Linked DNA regions of Mus musculus: region 2 is linked to region 1. A link is a contact called in public Hi-C data. All regions are on one chromosome and are shown on one strand. Each heading gives the region's core, a stretch centred on a gene start, on an enhancer-like site or on the middle of the called end of the contact. The rest is flanking DNA. Distances are from core to core; before and after follow the strand shown. Region 1 has its middle 120 kb from the start of Ptn. Region 2 overlaps Creb3l2 (cAMP responsive element binding protein 3-like 2).

What was found. Hi-C and Micro-C count contacts between places; a contact is called where the count stands out from the background.
Region 2: a contact with region 1 is called in a Hi-C map of the N1E-115 cell line, with 14 times the contacts expected there. The contact joins two enhancer-like sites. A contact is called at or near these places in 1 of 39 promoter capture datasets (hippocampal neurons), 9 of 484 Hi-C or Micro-C datasets (the N1E-115 cell line, cardiomyocytes, cerebellum and 4 more) and 1 of 115 datasets of contacts at active chromatin or transcription factors (astrocytes).

What each region holds. Positions count from the first base shown.
Region 1 is chr6:36,688,389-36,691,088 of GRCm38.p6, reverse strand. No RefSeq gene overlaps it. Among named protein-coding and RNA genes, the nearest start is that of Ptn, 120 kb to the left of the region's middle. Within about 2 kb of position 1,283, at least 2 of the 459 cell types and tissues checked have an H3K27ac peak or open chromatin away from gene starts, as enhancers often do. A contact at or near this core is called in the N1E-115 cell line, where this site is marked.
Region 2 is chr6:37,350,516-37,353,215 of GRCm38.p6, reverse strand. The region is part of intron 8 of Creb3l2 (cAMP responsive element binding protein 3-like 2); the gene reads left to right. Among named protein-coding and RNA genes, the nearest start is that of Dgki, 52 kb to the right of the region's middle. Within about 2 kb of position 1,300, at least 24 of the 459 cell types and tissues checked have an H3K27ac peak or open chromatin away from gene starts, as enhancers often do. A contact at or near this core is called in the N1E-115 cell line, where this site is marked.

The DNA.
Region 1 (2,700 bases), core at 34-2,533:
ACAGCGTTCCAAAATATTAGAAATGCACAATGTTGGTGCTTGGAATTGTGAAGCTAATAAAATGGTAAGAATATGTGTGCCGAGAAGAACATTCAATATTCAAAATTACGTCTTCAAGGCTTTTTTATTTTAGAAAAAAGAGAAAATTCCCCAAGTACACTGCTATGGTGTCAGATGGATGACATCAAAGATGAGTTATTAACCATGTTTTAGATCCTGTAGCCAAGTTAATGTGGTTATTGGTTGTGGGCAATATAGATTTATCGATTAATGATACATAAAAATATATTGCCCTTAAAAATATAGGGCTGAAATGTTAGGTGTAATGGCTTCTACATGCCATCTAGACAAAGGCTCCTCTTACTTCATGGTTAGTGATAGACTGAAAAATAGTCTGAATTGTTCTGAGTGTTATCAAGCAACCACTCTAGAGTTAAGTTGCTCTTTCTGTATGTTGGGTATTTCTAACACAATATTGTTGATTCTATTCTTCTTGCCCTTGTTATATTTTAATCAATGATATGACTAAGTACTTAGAAAACATAGTTACTGAATTAGTACATGATAAAAAATTGAAGAGTAGCTTACATGACAAATTTCAGAATGAAGTTTTAAAATGATTGTGATGAACCTAATCCAAAATAATGACACTTAATGAAGCTAAGCTGTCTTGTAATATAGGCAAAATAATGACATTTACAACGGGATTGGGAGGACTGTTCTTTGAAAGAGTTTGCATAAAAGTACTCTGGGACTCTAGTTTACTGTAAAGAAAATCCTCCCACTCCGAGGTATACTTTACTTAAATGGAAGTTTGGATCCCCCAATGAAATTTGGTGGCAGATGATCTCTGAGGGAAAGACATGTGGACACCAAAATAGAGCAGATGAAAAGAGGGCTTCAGTGAGCCAGGGGCTGCCAATCTGATGAGACTTTTATAGCCTATCTTTCATTTTCCTGCTTTTTGAAATGAACATCCCAGAACAACAAAGGCATTCATTGACCTGTGGTAATTTCCATCTCCCAAATTTTATTCTGGCTTTCTATACATCTCTCTTTTCCATCAACTCATTCTGAAGTTCTTTGCTTTCACTTTCCCTATGTTAATATTTCTAGGGAGGAGGATGGGAGGAGGGAAGCCTTAACTTCCCTAAAGCCTTGAGGGCTGACTGGGGTTGCAAGTCATTTTATAAACCAGCAGTTTTTTCTAGTTCTGTGATAATAAAATAATCTCTGTTTCAGGTGTGAGGTTTATGCATCCATGTTGACTGGACCTGTGATCTGACTCTCTCTCCCTCTTTCCCTTTCTGCCTCTCTCTCTCTCTCTCTCCCTCTCTCTCTCTCTCTCTCTCATTTATAATCTTCCAAGAAACAGAGAAAATATTTAAATGTTTATAAAACTATTTATATTTGGAGGGGATATCAGTGAGGAAAGTGTCTTGGTTGCTTATTTCTCTCTGCAAAGAATATTTCTAACGTTTAAGGGCATTTTCATTTCAGCGTGAAAGAAGACACACACAGCACACACACACACACACACACACACACACACACACACACACACATGCACACCCTCTGAACAGCTAAGCAGGCTTACCATAGAATCAGTGGGTTGTTGTTTAAAACACAGTTTCTACCTAAACCACAGCTTGTCCCAAATTACTTTTTTCCCTCCTCTTCTTACCTTGACTGCTGAGTCCATCCTACATTCTGTGCATGAATTGCCTAGGCAATGAAGATGTATAATCAATCACTGGCTGGAAGGAGATGAGGAGATCCTTCAGGAAGAGCTGGCTAATCCCCAAGGTAAGGCTCTGAGGAGACTGAGGGCTGGTCAGAGAAACACTCTCTATTGCTCATAAGACAGGGGGACACATTTTCCTCCTCATCCAGGTCATACCAACAGTTCTAATTTGGATCCTGGGCTAATGCTATAAGAGTTAGTTAACCAAGAATCTGAAACTAGATAGCCCAGGGTCCTAGGGTAAAACCAAATACTATGATTCTACTAAAACCATGTAGCAATAAAAGGACTCTTAATGACCTTCTGTTCTACTCATAGATCAGGGCCTTGCTTAGCCATCATCAAAGAAATTTTCTCCTGCAGAAGAGAGATGCTAACACAGAGATCTACAGAGAGACAGCCAGACATGACACAGACACTGAGAGACCTTGGAACACTCAGCCAAAATGGGAAAATTCTCTCAAATTCCTTCCCTCAGGGTTAGGGAAATCTTGTGGAAGAGGAGGCAGAAAAGAGTATAAGAGCCAGAGGCGATGGAGATCACCAAGGTAACAAGGGCATTCAAAACAGAACAGGTCTGAGGTGCATGTGAACTCAGTGACAGAAGCCACATGTACGGGGACTGCATGAGACTATAACAGATGGGGTCCTAGATCTGAAAGGAGTAGGTACACATGCCCCATGCCTGACCCAGAAGCTAACTCCGACGAATAATTACTTGAAAGTAAAAATTTAGTTTTCTCCAAGGAAGGCTCACTGGGAAAATTACTCTTATGGGCAGGCTGCATGCGCAGCAGTAGATGGCCAATATAGCATTAACTCAGCAACTTCTTTGGTGGTTCCTTGTCTCATAATGTCAGGTTGGGGCCCCTTATTGTTTTAAATTGTGTCATATATATATATATATATATATATATATATATATATATATATATAATGTTTTGTCCTATTCTGAG
Region 2 (2,700 bases), core at 51-2,550, 660 kb before region 1:
TAACGAAGAGAAGAAATGTTTAAAAGGGGCTTAGAGCAGAATAAGTAAAGTCCCTAAGCCTGATTCTCCTGGAAATGAGTTTTAGGGCTGGACAGGGAGGCACTGGGATGTAGCGTTATTTAATTCTAGTCACGATCATGCTTATTAGTTTAAAAAGGCAGCATGGTTTTATAAGCCTGCTTTGAAAAAATTAGTGATTTACATTTCAGTCCCATTTTGAAAAATTAGCTGTGGCTCTTAACTGATGAATTCTTTTGACGTTTTCTATGTCGGTCACTGTTTGGGCACACTGTAGATCTTAACTCACTAATTCTCAGGAGATGGTGTGAGATTATCCCTGTTACATAGATAAGTAAGGTCCCAGGACCCAGGGGACTTGCCCAGGAACACTCACCAGCTTAATCCCGTGAATTTCCGTAGAGAAGTATCCTATTGGGTGTAACTCTGGTTCAGGAGCAAGGGGTTTGGATGTGGTAAGACACTTCACCTCTGATCCAGAATGTGTGTTCATGGGCTCACATGGTACTCACTTGTGTTCTGAAAATGCCCAGAGTCAAAGAATCCTGTCACCCTTAGTAAAGTATAGGCCCACTGAATTATAGGTCCAATACATCATGCAGATTAAAAACTTCATTTGGAGCTAAGAAAATACGAATCAGCCATTACGGGGTCAGCATTAATGCCTACTAACAAAATGTCAAAGGCTACACGGTCTGATTAGATCTCTTCACATGCTTTCAACAGCAGCTTTTACATTTGAAGTCCGAGTCCTGTACCTCTGTAGGTTTTTGTTACAACAGCAGGCTGAGGACTTGAACTGTTGTCTGTGGCCATCAGCTTAGTTCCATCTTGGTAATCCGGAAGAGCACTCAGGTGCCCTTTGCCTGACTCCTGTGTCCTCAGACCTCCAGACAAGCTCGTCCTCTCCTTTCCCTGACGTTACCCCACCACCCCTCCCCCACCCGATGGAACTTCCTCCATCAGGATTCTGGTTTTGCTGCTCTTCCCTGCCCCTCCCCCATCTTCTGCTGAGTCCCCATCTCCATCCGACCACCTTCTGACCAGCAGAGGTGACTTCAAGGCTCTTTTGGCTCTTTGAATCCTGCATCTCAGCCACTTCCTTAGCGTTTGGTCTCTAGCCCTTCCCTTGCTGCAGTGGATGCTCTGTGTATGAACTGATTTGGCCCTGAGCTGGGGAACAGGTAGGAATCCTGTCAGCATTATCCTTTCAGTTTGTGTCCTGGGGCCTGTCTGTCCCGGCTCTGCTGTTAGGCCTCCTGTTGGCCACACGGGTGCAGCAAAGCCTCATCGGGGCTGTTCTGGGACCAAGAAGTCTGTTGAGGAGGAGGGCTCACAGGCCACTTGGCCTGGGAAGAGGTCTCCTCCCCTCTCCATCTGGTGGCACTTGGCTTTGTTTTATTTATTCCTTGATTATCATGAACATTTAAAACTTTCTCCCTGTTTTCGCTTCCCAAGTGCTGGGATTTCGGGTGTGCACCCTCACAACCAGACTGGAACGTTTTGTTTTTGTTTTTGTTTTTTAGTTTTGCTTGTTGGTTTAAGTCAGGTATCCACACATCCAAAAGTTGAAATCGGCAAAGCGTCCACTGAAAGCCCTCGGCAAAGCGTCCACTGAAAGCCCTCTTATCTTTAACATACAGATTTTCTTCCATGTCTGTATTTCTTAGTACAGAGTCCAGCCAGTCATCCCACTGGCCTCCAAGCCCGGCATTCCTGTGGTGCCTGTTAGACAGGCCCGTGTTTACTGTGGAATGCTTTGCCTAGTTCTGAGTTTCCTATGACTTCCTTTTGAGTCCCCGCATCCTCCTCAGGAGGTGTGTAAACACTCATCTTCTGCTTATCATCAGTTTCTAGTAATTACCTAGATAGATCAATACATAAGGAATTTAGAAACAGCTCTACAGACTCCAATCATTTCTTCTTCAGTTATTAGCGGGGCATTTATATTTAATAAAGTTGTGGAGGATTTATGCATGTATGTGCATGTGGCTGGGGAAGGAATGGAGGCCAGCAAATTGAAATCTATGTCTTGTCTATTGTTCTCCCTCTGTTTTCCTATGGAGTCGACCCTGTAGACTTGGCATTTCTGTAGACTGGCTGTTCAGGACTGGCTGTCCTCATTCCCTATCACTCCCAACTCCAGTGCTGAGCTACCTAGAGCATATGGCCACACCTGTCTTTTAAAGGAGCATCAGCTCTCCATACTCTTCATGCTTGCATAGTAGGCCCTTTGCCCTTGGGCTTGAACCATGAGGTGATGTATGTCTATAATCCCACTGGTGGGAAGCCAGAGACAAATGGGTCCCTGGGCTCACTGACCAGTCAGCCTAGCCTAACTGATGAGCTTAGGCCAGTGAGAACTTGTCTAAAAAAGCGAGACGGACATCTTCTGAGGATGACACCTCTGGCACACACACACACACACATGCGCGCACACACACACACACACACACTCAACATATAAAGAATACATATGTAAACCTCAAAATTCTTTGATTTGGATCTATTATTACTTTCTGGGATACTCCGTATATGTGTGTGTGTGTGTGTGTGTGTGTGTATTATGCATATTTCTTAATTAAAAACTTTTCATTGAACAACGTACACTGGACTTGTTCTCCATGAATATGTTTACTGAATCCTCGTCTGAAACGGTTTCATAACTCCCTCCGGACGCTG